Regions from separate parts of the Triticum aestivum genome. Here all the other regions are linked to region 3. Evidence: chromatin contacts called from public Hi-C data. All regions are on one chromosome and are shown on one strand. The core of a region is the stretch at or near the end of the contact, and the rest is flanking DNA. Distances in the headings are between cores, read along the strand shown. Region 1 has its middle 28 kb from the start of LOC123128272. Region 2 has its middle 40 kb from the start of LOC123128272. Region 3 has its middle 7.7 kb from the start of LOC123130904.

The links. Hi-C and Micro-C count contacts between places; a contact is called where the count stands out from the background.
Region 1: a contact with region 3 is called in a Hi-C map of leaf, with 4 times the contacts expected there. The contact joins two enhancer-like sites. A contact is called at or near these places in 2 of 5 Hi-C or Micro-C datasets (both in leaf).
Region 2: a Hi-C map of leaf shows a contact between it and region 3, with 4 times the contacts expected there. The contact joins two enhancer-like sites. A contact is called at or near these places in 1 of 5 Hi-C or Micro-C datasets (leaf) and 1 of 1 datasets of contacts at active chromatin or transcription factors (leaf).

Annotation. Positions count from the first base shown.
Region 1 is chr6A:524,512,160-524,516,625 of IWGSC CS RefSeq v2.1, reverse strand. No RefSeq gene overlaps it. Among protein-coding and RNA genes, the nearest start is that of LOC123128272, 28 kb to the left of the region's middle. Within about 2 kb of position 1,270, at least 1 of the 8 cell types and tissues checked has an H3K27ac peak or open chromatin away from gene starts, as enhancers often do. A contact at or near this core is called in leaf, where this site is marked.
Region 2 is chr6A:524,580,195-524,584,615 of IWGSC CS RefSeq v2.1, reverse strand. No RefSeq gene overlaps it. Among protein-coding and RNA genes, the nearest start is that of LOC123128272, 40 kb to the right of the region's middle. Within about 2 kb of position 1,710, at least 8 of the 8 cell types and tissues checked have an H3K27ac peak or open chromatin away from gene starts, as enhancers often do. A contact at or near this core is called in leaf, where this site is marked.
Region 3 is chr6A:524,720,286-524,725,071 of IWGSC CS RefSeq v2.1, reverse strand. No RefSeq gene overlaps it. Among protein-coding and RNA genes, the nearest start is that of LOC123130904, 7.7 kb to the left of the region's middle. Within about 2 kb of position 2,256, at least 7 of the 8 cell types and tissues checked have an H3K27ac peak or open chromatin away from gene starts, as enhancers often do. A contact at or near this core is called in leaf, where this site is marked.

The DNA of each region.
Region 1 (4,466 bases), core at 21-2,520, 210 kb after region 3:
ACATCCACTCAAACCTCTTTTTACATTTTCTTTGTTTTCCATGTAACATCAAACACTCCTTTCTAATCCTATAGGATTCAAGTTGACATGCCATCTCAATCCTATACTTTTTCTATTCTTACATTTTCAAAATCCTACGAATCAAAGAGGCCCTTAATCTGGACCAGGCACGGGAAGAGGGACGCCTGGGTGTGCCTGCCGCCATGCCTGGTAATATTATACTATTTCTTTTGCGTACAAGTGATGGGATGGGTTTCTTTTATGTACTAATCATACTGCAAAGTAGCAGCACTTCCAGGATGCAAGCCAAACGCATCCGTGCGAGGCTAGCCTGGCCAGGCGAATTTTTCAAACAATCCAGGCTGGATTCAGGCAGGGGTCCTCTCGAGGCATAGTGTCCAGGCTTTGAACCAAACTGCCTATATATATGGGAACATCAAACAAATATGGGAAAGAGTACAGAGAACAATGGAATATGAGAATCAAAACTTTTTTCCCGGCGCAAAGACCTTTTTTTTGGCGATGGGTAGATTTCAGTAGATCATAGTCTGGTGAGGTGACCGATTAACATATACTCGTTGAACGCCTCCTGTCAAGAGATTCCCTCTGGCCCTATGAATTGCAGGAAATTGTAAAAACTATTAGATGAAAAAATATTTATCTATTGATCTAAGTTTACTTTGAATTCTTTATGCTCTACGGTTTATTGACTACAAGTCAACACAGTAGTATACAAATGCACATTGGACTTTGCGGGACAAATTCTCTTGAAAACAAGACAATTAATAGTTCATTCATATTTAAAGCTCGAAATAGATGGATTGGCTACGCCACAGCAAGTTCGTGGGTCTCCTCACCACACAACAACACACGCTACTTAACTACAAAAACGTCAAATTGCACTTGAAAAGTCCAAGCAGCAAGCCTGTAGAATAATCCATCTCTGCAAGAGCATCAGACTGTCAGCAATGCACAAAATAGTGTATCCCATACTGGCCAAGACTCTAGCCAACTCAAAGCTACTCCGACACACCGTGATTCCTGGATTACACACGGCTAATAAACAAACCCTAACATCATCATTGCACGTCGCTCGCTCGCATCCAGGTCGATCCAAGGATCCAATGAAATGATAACGCCGGGGTTGGCGTCAATCGGCATCAACGGGTTAACTACGCGCCCCGAGCCCGGCCAAACGGAGACAGGGAGAGGACTCGCACTGTGGACTACACAGACTCTAGGGTTTTGTCCGCGCCAAACGGCGCGTCGGCGACCGGCCATGCGCGGGTGCATGCACCGCACCGGCCTGCCGATCAGACCGCCCTATAGTATACTCGAGCGCGCTTTTCATATACGCGAAGGAGGCGTCGGGTCGGGTCGCGTCTCTCGCCGTCGCCGTCCATGGGTGGCCATGGCCAGGGGAGGGCGTATGCGTGGTGCTTAATTTGAGTCCAGGAAGAATCTGCTGGTTAGTAATCTAATCAACCTTTCTTATCGCCGCTAACCTAGGCTGATTAGTGCACTAACGAAAGGAAGGGCTGAGGGCGAGGGTGACAGCGCCGGCGAGTGAAAGCAACTCCGGCGGACGGATCCAAAAGTTGTGGGGGAAAAACACGCCGCTACGCGTACCACCGGTGGATTGGAACACGCGCGCATGCGATATGAGCTCAGTCGCCGGTGGAATTAATCTATTCGTTCAAGTGGCCGCCACTTTGCCAGTCTACTCGACTTGGATTTGAAATTGTGCTCTGTTCGGAAGGAAATGTATCCGCTTTCCAACAAGTTATGGGCTATCACCGTATCACGCCAGTGTCTTTCCCCGGATAATAATATTTGTGACAACCATGGAGCCGTAGCTCTAGGGTCTGTGCGTGGGATACATACTATACGATGGGGAAAAGAGGAAGATGGAGGATGCATTGTAAAATTATATATAGCTAGTACATCAGGTCAATAAACTACGCTGATTTATATGTAACAAACTAATGCGACATATTGTTTTCTTTTATATGGTTGAAGTGACGGGAGTATGACAGAAAATGGGATTGTCTATTACTCTCTCTATGTATAGTATATCTACAAGATATGGGCCAAAATTTTCTAAATGCAGGTACATCTGAACCCAACAGTCGTATGCGACTGAGAAATACATTCTTTATTGAGCAAAAAAATAAAACAAAGAAGAAATGCTTCAAGTTAAAATATGTTTGAAGAGTTTTGCTTCGGTACACCCCCTTCCTGTTCGAAAACAACCGTGCACGTAGAGGATTATATAGATACAAACATGGGCATGCAAAATTTAAAACTCAAACATCCATGCATGATGCATGCCGTGACCTGTAAAAGTTTGATGAAGTGAACAAGGAACGGTGCAAGCCAGTCACCGCATCTTGCGATGGTGAAAAAAGAAATTGCACGAGCGGCATGCACTCCCAGCTTCGGTCGCCGCAGCATGATTCCACGAAGAGTCGAGGCCGACCAGGTGCATGGGTCGCATGTTCCTCCGTGGTTTCTGGCGCGCGATACACCCGCCCGCTAGCCGCGCGCAGTCGTCCGCGCCCCTTGATCCGGACGGAAGGGCCACCGAAAGCGAGCTACCCTGGAGCACGGCCGTGGAGGGAGGGAGGGCCGGCCGCATGCAGCAAGGTCAACCAATACAGTCACCGTCCATGGAACTCACAGAATCAGCACAAAGCGCAGCGCTTGCGCCTATGCCTCGCCGTGTGCGTGCACATCCGGACATCCCACATCACATCGAAGGGCACTAGCCACCCACCGAATCCATCTAGCCCTAGCCAGCCCCGCATGGTGCGGCGGGCACCGTGCCACTGTGGCGACGCGAGCACGGGGGGCACCTCCATTGACCCCGGGCCGGCCAGCCAGCTCCGGTCCCCCGCTCTCTAGGCCTTTCACTATGTAGGCTAAAAGAGGTGCCAAATTCACCTTTTCTTAGTTTGGCACCCAATCCTTCCATTGCCCCAGCCGGTGCCATAAATTTTTTTGTGAGAACCGGAGCAAATAGTTGCTCCGATGCCCAGCTGATGCCAAATGCAGAAAGTAGTAAACAATTAGCTCATGGCCCGCCTGCAGAAGGTGAAGGAAACTCACGTGAATAGAGTTCTGAATCCCGTTTTTAGCAGGCTGCATATGCAACATAGTGAGCCCGGTGCCAAATAAAATCTTAAGGGCAGCGCTGCCCAGTTGGTAATATTTTAATGTCTTGGGCACCGACTACATAGTGGAAGGCCTAAATCGCCGCTCACATGCGCGCGCTCGTCGTCCCGGGGCACTGCATCTGCGCCTACCCTAAAAATACATGGTCGATGGATGGGGAGGTAGATGCAGCAGGCGGCAGAGGCACATGCACGAGGCCGACAGGGAATCCGAATCGATTGGAGCAGGTAGATATTTCGATGACACCCAGCCAATGCAAGCCGGACGCTTGTGTACATACATGTAAGCTACGCTACGCGTCAACGTGTACAGATAGCGATAGGCGCTGGCTGGCTGGCAGGCAGGCAGCGTGCTCGCTGACGATTCCTTGTGCTCATCTCGTGCACGAGATGCTCGATCGGCCGGGCTTGTGTTGTATGTATTGTAGTACCAAGTACATGCACCAGCAACCTAATTCGCCTAAAAACAATCAATCTAATCGTAGTTGCCGTCAGTACTTGCTTGTCTGAGTGGCTTGGCGTCCGTTAAAGGAAAGCTCACACGTGAGAAACCCTGTGCAAATCAGAAGCATAATCGGGCAGAACGGAGTGGGCGATCGCGCGATCGTGCCAATTTCCGAGCGAAAATTGACCCGAGATTGAAAGCAGGGTGGGGGCGAAAGGCGCCCGCCTAGTGCACGGCGCACCGGCGAGAAAGGACGACGAGTCCATGTCGAGCGAGGTGGTCAGAGCACCGCCCGCTGCCGCTGCCGCTGCCATGCATGCCAGTGATGCCTGCCACAGCCGATCGATGATGATTCTATTATTAGCGAGTCCTCTCCTCTGTCCTCAGCTCAGCAACAAACAGAGGCACATGCTCCCTGGAAGATGACTAGATGAGTGCATTGAGCGGCGAGCGACCACACGTACGCGTACGGTGAATCGTGACGCAAGATTTTGTTGCATTAATCGATGAGCGGCGCGAGGTGTCTCTGTGGCTGTGGAGACGAAGCGGCGCGCGCCAATTGTACGTAGTACTCCCTCCGTTCTGAATTACTTGTCTTAGATTTGTCTAGATACGGAGGTATCTAGCACTAAAATGAGTCTAGATACATCCGTATCTACACAAATCCAAGACAAATAATTTGGAATGGAGGGAGTACGTCTGAACTGTGGCTGCTAGGCTGACAACACCACCACCAGCTGCTTACTTGGGCACCACGATCTTTTTTTTACGGAAAAACATTCAATCTATTTATCTTCAATTTTATGACAGTACAACGAATATCAGAAATAAAAAAAATACATCTAGTA
Region 2 (4,421 bases), core at 461-2,960, 140 kb after region 3:
ATATGCAGCAGCCAGATTTCTGGGCTTGGCACTTTGAGAAACATGGACAGTTTTCAGTCCGATCTGCTTATAGAATGATTATGGAAAAGAAGCGGAAGCGTGAAGCATGGATAGATAAGGCGCCACAAACCTCTAATAGAGAATATGAGCAAGCAGGTTGGAAGAGGCTTTGGGGTGTGCTATTGCCACCGAAACTGAAGATCTTTGCCTGGAGACTTGCACGTTCGTCTATACCTACAGGCGAGGTAAGGCATCATCTCCATATGGCAACTACAGCGGCTTGTGTGTTCTGCGGCGCGGCAATTGATACTTGGAGGCATTCTCTCCTAGACTGTAATATGGCCCGAGCAGTCTGGGCTATTTCTGATCACGAGTTGTACTCGTCCATCGTTATAGACGAAACACCGGATGCTAAGCTATGGCTCTTTGAGCTGAGCAGAAATTTGGAGCCGGAAATTTTTGCACGGATGCTGGTGATTATGTGGGCAGTTTGGTGGGCAAGAAGAAGGGCGATCCATGAGGAGGAATTTCAAGCTCCACTGTCTACGCATGCATTTGTCACAAGGTTTATGGCTGACGTAGTAGATGCACGAATAAGGAATCGTCAGTTGAAAAAGGCCGGAGGAAGAATCCTTGTTCCTTCAATTTGCTGGACACCTCCTGCTACGGGCGTAGCCAAGATACATGCCAATGGTGGATTATCTAAAGATCGGCAAGTGGGAGCAGCAGCAGCTGTATGCCGCAACGACCAAGGCATCTTTCAAGGTGCTTCGGCTGTGGTGCAAGCTGGAATGACGGATCCTGAAGCCCTCGAAGCACAATCAATATGTGAAGCTATGGCTTTGGCTGCTGACCTACAGGTTTCTAGAGTGCTTATAATATCAGACTGCTTAAATGTCATCAAAAACATTAACTCAGGCAACAGAATGACAGCTTATGGTGCTATCCTGAAAGAAGTAGATAGGCGGAAAGATAGCTTTCAGATGGTCAGTATCGACCACGAACGACGAGAGTCAAATAGGGATGCTCACGCTCTAGCTAAATATGCAGCCTCCTTGCGTAGGGGTAGACATGTCTGGTTCACAGAGCCTCCAGACCCGTTTTGTATCCCTGTAAACATTAATATGCAATAAAGCTCTCCCGTTCCCTCAAAAAAAAAAATCTGAACTCCGTCCGAGTCTGAGGTGAAGCGAAACCATGCGAAACGAACACGGACACGCACCACGCCGGTATGTCTCTGCTCTACCACGGCCGAGAGAATCGCCGTCGACCGGCGAAGGGGCCTCGACTCCGTCGTGGTCGAACAAGAGAGCAAAAACTGGAACCGTAGACCTCCGGTGGCCACCGATGAGCAACAGTCCAGGGACCAAAGATGCCGCACCGATTGCGGTGGTGGAGCAGCGCGCGCGAGCTTCTTTACCAGCTGCGGTGGTGCCCAGCGCTGATCCCTCTCCGGATCCCGGCACAATTCCAGCAGCGAAGAAAATTGAGGCTAGGCAACTGGCAGAGGGGGACGTGTTTCTTCTCAGCGAGGTCCCAACTCCCAAGCGACCGAGAAAGGCGACGCGCACAAGATCAGGCGGTCCGTGCGCTGCCCTCCACGCGACGGTGGCGGGCGGGCCCGGCGACTGCGGACGTGGTGCATGTGAGACAAGACATCCGTGGCAGGAGACTCTGCGCGCGGGCCCGGCCTCTTCGCCCGGCGAAATTACGCCGCCGCCCCCCATGGCTCTTCTCGGCGCGGTTGCTGGCTCCGGTCACTTCCGTCCCGTTCATACTAGTACTGCGCCGTAAAAATTACACGTGCGGCCGCTCAAGATTACACGCGCACGCAAACCTCGGCGATCGCGTGCAACCAGACAAGACGGCCGGGCCCATGTCAATTTTTTGACGGCACCCATGTCATGTTTTTTCTTCTTTTTTTTCCTGAGCCCTTACCGGTTTCCACACGAAAGCATGCAAAAGCGCGAAGCGTACGTGACGGCATGTGTTTGCCGCTTCGGCCGGAACGGCCAAATTGGCTACCTGCTCTCTTCTTCTTCAACTTTTTTTTCTTTTTTTTTATAAAAATTTTCAATCTATTCATCTTCAAATATGGCAGTACAACGAATACCAGAAATAATAAAAATTACAAGCAGATTCGTAGACCACCTAGCGACGACTACAAACACTGAAACGAGCCGAAGATGTGCCTCCGTCATCACCCCTCCATCGCTGGAGTCGGACACAACTTGTTGTAGTAGACAGTCGGAAAGTCGTCGTGCTAACGCCCCGTAGGACCAGCGCACCAGAACAACAATCATCGCAGATGAAGAATAACGTAGATCGAAAGGATCCAATCCGAAAACACATGAACGTAGACGAACAACGACGAGATCCGACCAAATCCATGAAAGATAGATCCACCAAAGACACACCTTTACACGCTCACCAACGATGCTAGACGCACTGCCGGAACGGGAGCTAGGCGGTGAGACCTTTATTTCATCTTCAGAGAGCCGCCGCCGTCTCGTCTTTTTAAGTAGGACACAAACCCAAGCAAAACTGAACGAAACAACTAAAATCCGAGCCCTCCCGCCGGCCCTTGCCGAGATCCACCACGCCCCCATGGCCCTAGGGCCACCGGAAAAGAGGCGGACCTACAGCGGCGCCGGCGAGAGGCAGAAACTCTAGTTTTTATGAAGAAGTAGGTGGCGGCGGCTATTTCACCTTCTTTTCGACGGAGAGAGATGTTTACCGATCGAAACGAATTCTCTTACTCGTACCAAATGTGGTTGTTTTCATGTGCTAATTATGTGAAAAAGAAACACGAGTGTAAATGTCGATCCAGTGGGACTAGATACGCGGCAGGATATTTTTATAAACGAAAAGAGATAGTCGTTGTGCCACGGTCCACGTATACTGTGAGAACGACACCTTTTTTTTAGGGGAGAGAGCGACACTCTCATGGAAGGTGGCTAGGCTACGTAATTACAACAATAACAAACAATAAACTGTATATATAAAGTATACATCGCTATATCGCATATATAGTTATACTATACGGCATGGTCCTCCGGCAGCTCCTCTCCGTCGGTGACCCCGATTGTCGGTGGTAAGGAGGGTCGGCGGATTCACATGTCTGGATAGTTTTAAGCCAAAAAAGTAGCTTAGTGTTTGATAGCACATGTCTGTTCATTGTGAGAGCGACGTTTACTATATGAAACGGGACGGATATCTACCACACCCGTTCTATGCCCGTCTGTCTGTATGCCGCCATTAAGCAGGCTCGTAGGACGAAGAACCAACTCCGGTGCCGCGCATTGACGCACTCGGATGCTTGGCCTCGTCGGAATTCGCTATTTAAGGGTGGCCACACCCGACTAAACTCCACACCACAACACTTCCACTCCACATTCTCCTCCCTTGCATTGCACCCACCGTGACCGTAAGCTCTAGCGTGATGTGGGAGAGCATGTCATTGGAGCAGAAGCACGAGGTTCCCGCCCTTGTAGTCACCTGGCAGACCGGCCCCGCTTGGGGGATCGAGCACGACATGCCGACCAGCTCGCCCGAGGTCTCTGACGATGACCTTAGGAACTCCGACAATGAAATAACGCCGGACTTTGCACATGTGCATGTCGGCCTGACCAAGGAGCAGGCACATGCACACTACGACGCCACCATGGCTGGGGAGGAGCGACCGGTGCTGGCCCCTATGTCAGCGTGCTAGCAGATGCAGGAGGTGCAGAGGTACAACTTGTTCCTCCGCGAGCAGCGCCCGTTGACGGAGGGCCAAATCTACGATCAACGCACAAGCGAGGCAGACGTGTTCTCCATGGCCGCGGCGAACCCGAACTTTGTTGCGGAGCTGCGGGCGCTCTATGAGGCCACGTGTGCTCAAGGCGCCGCTCACAACGCAGAGCCGGTGTCGCCGGACACGACCGCACGTGGACTGGTGACGCATGCGGTCGAGGACTCCAATACCACGAACTATGCATTCTAAGCACCGCCATCTAACTTTCAGGAGTGCATGTGGCAGATGAACAGTTACGGACCGTCCACATCAATCATCGACCTCATGTCCACCGGGCCGGTGTCGAGGTTAAATCAGGCAGATCTTGGATAGGGGGTCCCGAGTTGGTGATATTAGCTAGATAGTAACATTATGAACAAGGGACATAATGTTTACCTAGGTTCGGACCCTCCCAAAGAGGTTAAACCCTATATCCTGCTTTTGTTGTATTGATTGTGATAGAGTACAAAGTACAGGATGATCAACCTCGAGATCGTATGTGAGTGTATGATTCTCTACCCCGTGGCCTAAAACCCATCGGCTTATATAGACACCGAGGGTACCTAGGGTTACATGTAGGTCGGTTACATCTAGGGATATACATGTCGATGATTCAAATGTGTCTTGGAGTCTGTGCTCAGTCTTC
Region 3 (4,786 bases), core at 1,007-3,506:
CTGTTGTGATTGACCCATGCAGAAGTAATCACATGTGTAAAAACGAATAATATCTCAAGAATTTTATCGGAAAACTGGTATCTCGATAATTTTATCGAAAAAAATGAAAGATGAGAGATAAGGTGAGCAGGAGTGGAGCGTGGTGGTGACTGGTGGTCGGACTGGGCGGAGGCATGGGGATGGACGGCGCTGGCAGGCGGCAGCGGCCATCATGCTAGATTGTTCCAGAGACTTTCTTTTTTAATTGCTCAACAATGAGGTTGTGGGAGATAAGGACGATGAACGAGGCAATGCCTTGTCTATAAATGTGGAGAGAGGTGCGGATATCTTTTGTAAAATTGTCATAGTTTGCTTTCTATCCGTCAGATATAGATCGAACGGTCTATATTACAAGATAGCAAGCACACCATCATCACCAACTCGTTTTTTTATAAGAGTAGAGATATGTGTAATGTACACATATAAAAAGACATCATATATCACATTCATGTACTATTGGTGCCTCCAACTGGACAATTCTTGGCGATAGGAGTCATCGAGATGGACAATTGTAGCTACATGAGTCACATTGATGGTTGATCGCGTAGGGAGTGACAAGCTTGCAGAGAGGAAATAGTCCAATACTGCTCTCCAGGGTAATCAAATTGTTCAGCTGTACCGAAACGTCATACGCCAGTTTGGACGTCAGCAGTAGGAGTAGCAGTAGCAGTGGCAGCAGAGAACAACCCAGGGCGGTAGCTTAGCCGTTGGAAAGAAGGGAAACAGCTACTCGAGGGACGATAGAGTGAGTGAAGTTGTGGGAGACAAACCACGCGTGCGGCGGTGAACCATCGACGATAGAACAGTGAGTGAAGTTGCGGCACTGAAACCTAGACGGAGGGATGGGTGAGAATCAGATCACATCACATCACACGGCTCGACTGTTGAAGCCATCCCGTCAGGCCAGCGACCACCCACGGCCTCATGCCACAGGGCACGGCACGGCACGGTCGTGGGGCAGCAGCGGCCGGGGGGTGCTCGGGTGCGGCCAGCGATGCGAGATGAGAATGGGGGAGACCCTACGTAGAGTACGTGCGCGCGTGGAATGGGGGACACGGAACATGGCCGAAGCAGCAGCAGGATCGATCGGCCCGGCCCTGGTGGAAAACGCCGATCGACCAGCAGCCCTACTGGTCCACTCGCTCGCAGACTCGCACCCCCACCCTCGGCTCCGATCCTAGGGGAGCCCCACCATCTGCTCCTGTTCCTCCGCCCCATGGGCTGGCGCTGCGTGTCGCTTCCTTCTCGTCAACCATGCATAGTGTGGCAGTACAATCGCGGGTCTGCACCTACCACCAGGCCGAGACTACCGTCGGTGACTACCAAAGCCTGATCTAACCGGTTGCCCACCGAGTTGCCCGGGCAAAGGCGACGCGCCACTGCGACCGCCAGCGCGCGCGGTGCCCCGCAACCGCGGCGGTACTGTAGCACGGTTGCGTCCACGAGAACGCTGCGAAGCGCCAAAACTGCGCTGCTGCTTGGGACTACGACTCGGAGACCCGGACAGCCCAGCGAGAGTTTGAGAGGATGCAGGCGAGAGCAAGCAAGTTCTTGTTCTCTTGTCACTCCGGTCGCCTCGTCTCATCATCTCATCTCGTCTGCCCCCTCCTCGATCTGATTCTGACCTCTCTCCCTCCCATACTACAAAACATCACGTAATTAAGAGATCGCTTATCACCCACCATAGCCATACCAATCGACGCCCGTCTCAGCCCAGCCGCGCTCGAACGTTCACGGAAACTGATCACCGCGCTAGTTAGCTTGGCCCCCCTCGTTTTATCTGAATTTTTGATAAGCTGGCGGATGCACCACCACCTTTCACTCCCCGCCCCGGGCCGCTATATTTCCATTCCAGTCACCCTCAGAAATGAATTTGCTCTCCCTTCTTTCAGCGACACGACACGACCCGTCGCAACCGCGGCAGATGCTTTCGGATCGACTGTGAGGCCAACCTCCATCTCCAGCCTAGCTAGATCCATTTTTCTTCCAAAAAAGCGATGATTAGCACAAATAGAGCGGCAGCACGACCGACCCGGTGTATGGTGCCCATTGACACGCCATTACGGCCAGGTCCCCGCTCGCGCTAGCTTTGGTAGCACCTGTAATCTTTCCTGCATGCGACGTCGCCGTCGCCGTCGCCGTCGAGGAGGAGGAGGAGGGGTGGAATCAATCTTGGCTATGCTTTGTCTAAGCGTGAGTGGGGGCTGCAAAGGACAGAAGGTGCTCCCGCGTCCAATCAGCGGAAAATGCTCTTGTCATGAGCCTCTTGGACTCTCCTGGCGAGGACACTAGTTTATCTCCGAGGACTAGCTAGCCTGATGCCAATTCGGCGCGTGACAACAATTCAACAGATGCAAAAAACAATTAGGCTTGTGCATGCACTTTGCTATCAGAAGAGGGTAAAAATCCACATATGGTAGCATATTTTTACCACTTAGAGAAGAACTCATGTTCGTGTGTCTGCTCCTAATTAAGTACTGCCAGGGTAAGTTGGCTTTGTTATTCCTGGGAAAATCCCCGCGAAAGGTGCGTGAAAGTGATGCATCACCTTAGAAACAGTGAAAAGCTAGCGGTATGGAAGAGGGAGCGGGAGAAGAGGCTAGACACGTTTTTTATTTTCTCTGAGTGGATGAGATTGTGACAAAAAAAGGCTTCTTCTTCTCTCTTTTTTTGTGAAAAAAGGCTTCTTTTCTACGGGAATATTTAGGCAATGTACTGATCAACATACTGTTCAACAAACTTTAAATCTTGTTGTCCGCCACAATCAATTCCATGAATTAATTTCCATACGAAAGGAATGATCATCCGCATTCGACTGGTTTTTAATTTCACCAATGAACAATCAAGGAAATGGATGCTAGTTTGATCATTATACTCATCATCTAATTATATATTCCATCCTTTACGGTTTATAAGGACCACATATATCCATAGATCAACAATTCGATCAAGATAATACGAATTGTATATCACGAAAAATATACAGTTATTCCATCCGTCCACACACATATATATAAGATGTTCTAACTTTTTTGAATCGGATGTATATAGACATGTTTTAGTGTGTTTATTCACTCATTTAAGTTTGTATATAGTTCATAATAAAATGTCCAAAACATCTTATATTTCTGAACGGAAAGAGTAGAAAATTATGCATTGTAGTTTCTAATGATATTATTATGTGATATATAACTCATATCACGTTGGTCAAAATTATCAATCTAAGGATATGTGTGGGCCCTCAAACGGGAGAGGAGGTACTATCACATATTAAGTCCAATTCATCATCTACAAAGTCTGAGCGAAGACCATGTTAATTTTGCAAACATGACACTCAAGTGTGGCAAGTTTATATAAACAAGGTCATCCAAACAGATCGCGGGGTCAAAGTGGCTGCCTTGACCACGGCTAAGTACATATAACTTTTCTGTAATAAATATTAAATTGTGCATTTCTTGTTGTGCGTTCCTACCTGGGCCTACGCAACTAGGAAGAAGACGGGAAAGAAAGTTAAATTTCATACCCCTGAAAGAAATTAAACTGCATATATCTTGCCTTGCGTCGATGGACACTTGAAGTAATTAAGTCTGGCTTTCTGTGTATGCACACAAATGATGTACGGAGCATACACTCACAGAATGTCTACTGAGCATGTCGCGGAAGGACTACTACACTGCTAACTTGGCTAAGCTATTTGCTCGAAGCTCTGACCAACTCTGCTCAATCAACTTAGAACAAAAGATAGAAAGAACTTGTTTTAATGGTAGATTTAAAACTTAATCGGCACGGGTTAGAGCAATCTCTCAGGTAAGCTTCCCGAAACCGCTTCTTGGGTCATCCCACTTCAACGCTTCAGGACGCTCTATGTAGGTAAATCTATCATGTCGAGAATCGAGCTAGGAAATTTCATCCTGTCCTCTTCTTGCTCGGTGAGGACGACGAGTATGTATGTAGTACCTTTGCATGTACTAGTAAGCTGCTAAAACTTCCTTGTCACGTAAGTAATCGATCTGCTACACTAGTGGAAAAGGGGGCAACGGTCCAGGCCGGGTTAGCCCATTAGTCCCGGTTCAATTCAGAACCGGGACCAATGAGGGCACTGGACCCGGTTCGTGAGCCCAGGAGGCTGGCCGGGCCACGTTGGTCATTGGTCCTGGTTCATTTGAACCTTTTGGTCCCGGTTGGTGGGACGAACCAGGACCAGTGGGCCTCGCGCCTGGCCCATCACCATTGATCCCGGTTGGTGGCTTGAACCGGGACCAAAGGCTCCCCTTTAGTCCCGGTTCATGCCACCAATCGGGGCCAATGAGGTGCCTATATATACCCCCTCGCGTAAGAGCAGAGCACACTGCTCTGTTTTTTTCTGGCTGAGGGGGAGAGGGCTTGGTGGTGCTCTAACTCACCTCCTATGCACACAAGGTGTTCGATGGAATGCTCGGGCCACACTACTTAAGCTTTCTCCTCTCCAAGCTCGACCTTCAAACTCCATTTTCCTTAATATTTGTCTAGGTTTAGCGGTCTGTCACGCCCCGTCCCCGTCTTCACCGCCGTCGATCACCCGCGCCGAGCTCATCGCCGGCACCATCATGGTGAGCCTTTTGTTCTTATCTTCTTTCTGAAAAGAAAAATATTCATACTTGTTTGTTTACATAGATACTTGTATTATTTTCTTACTTTTATTATTGCATCTTATATAGTGCGATGGTTTTGGTATCCGCCCCCGTCAGCTCTCGTCCTGTCTATGATT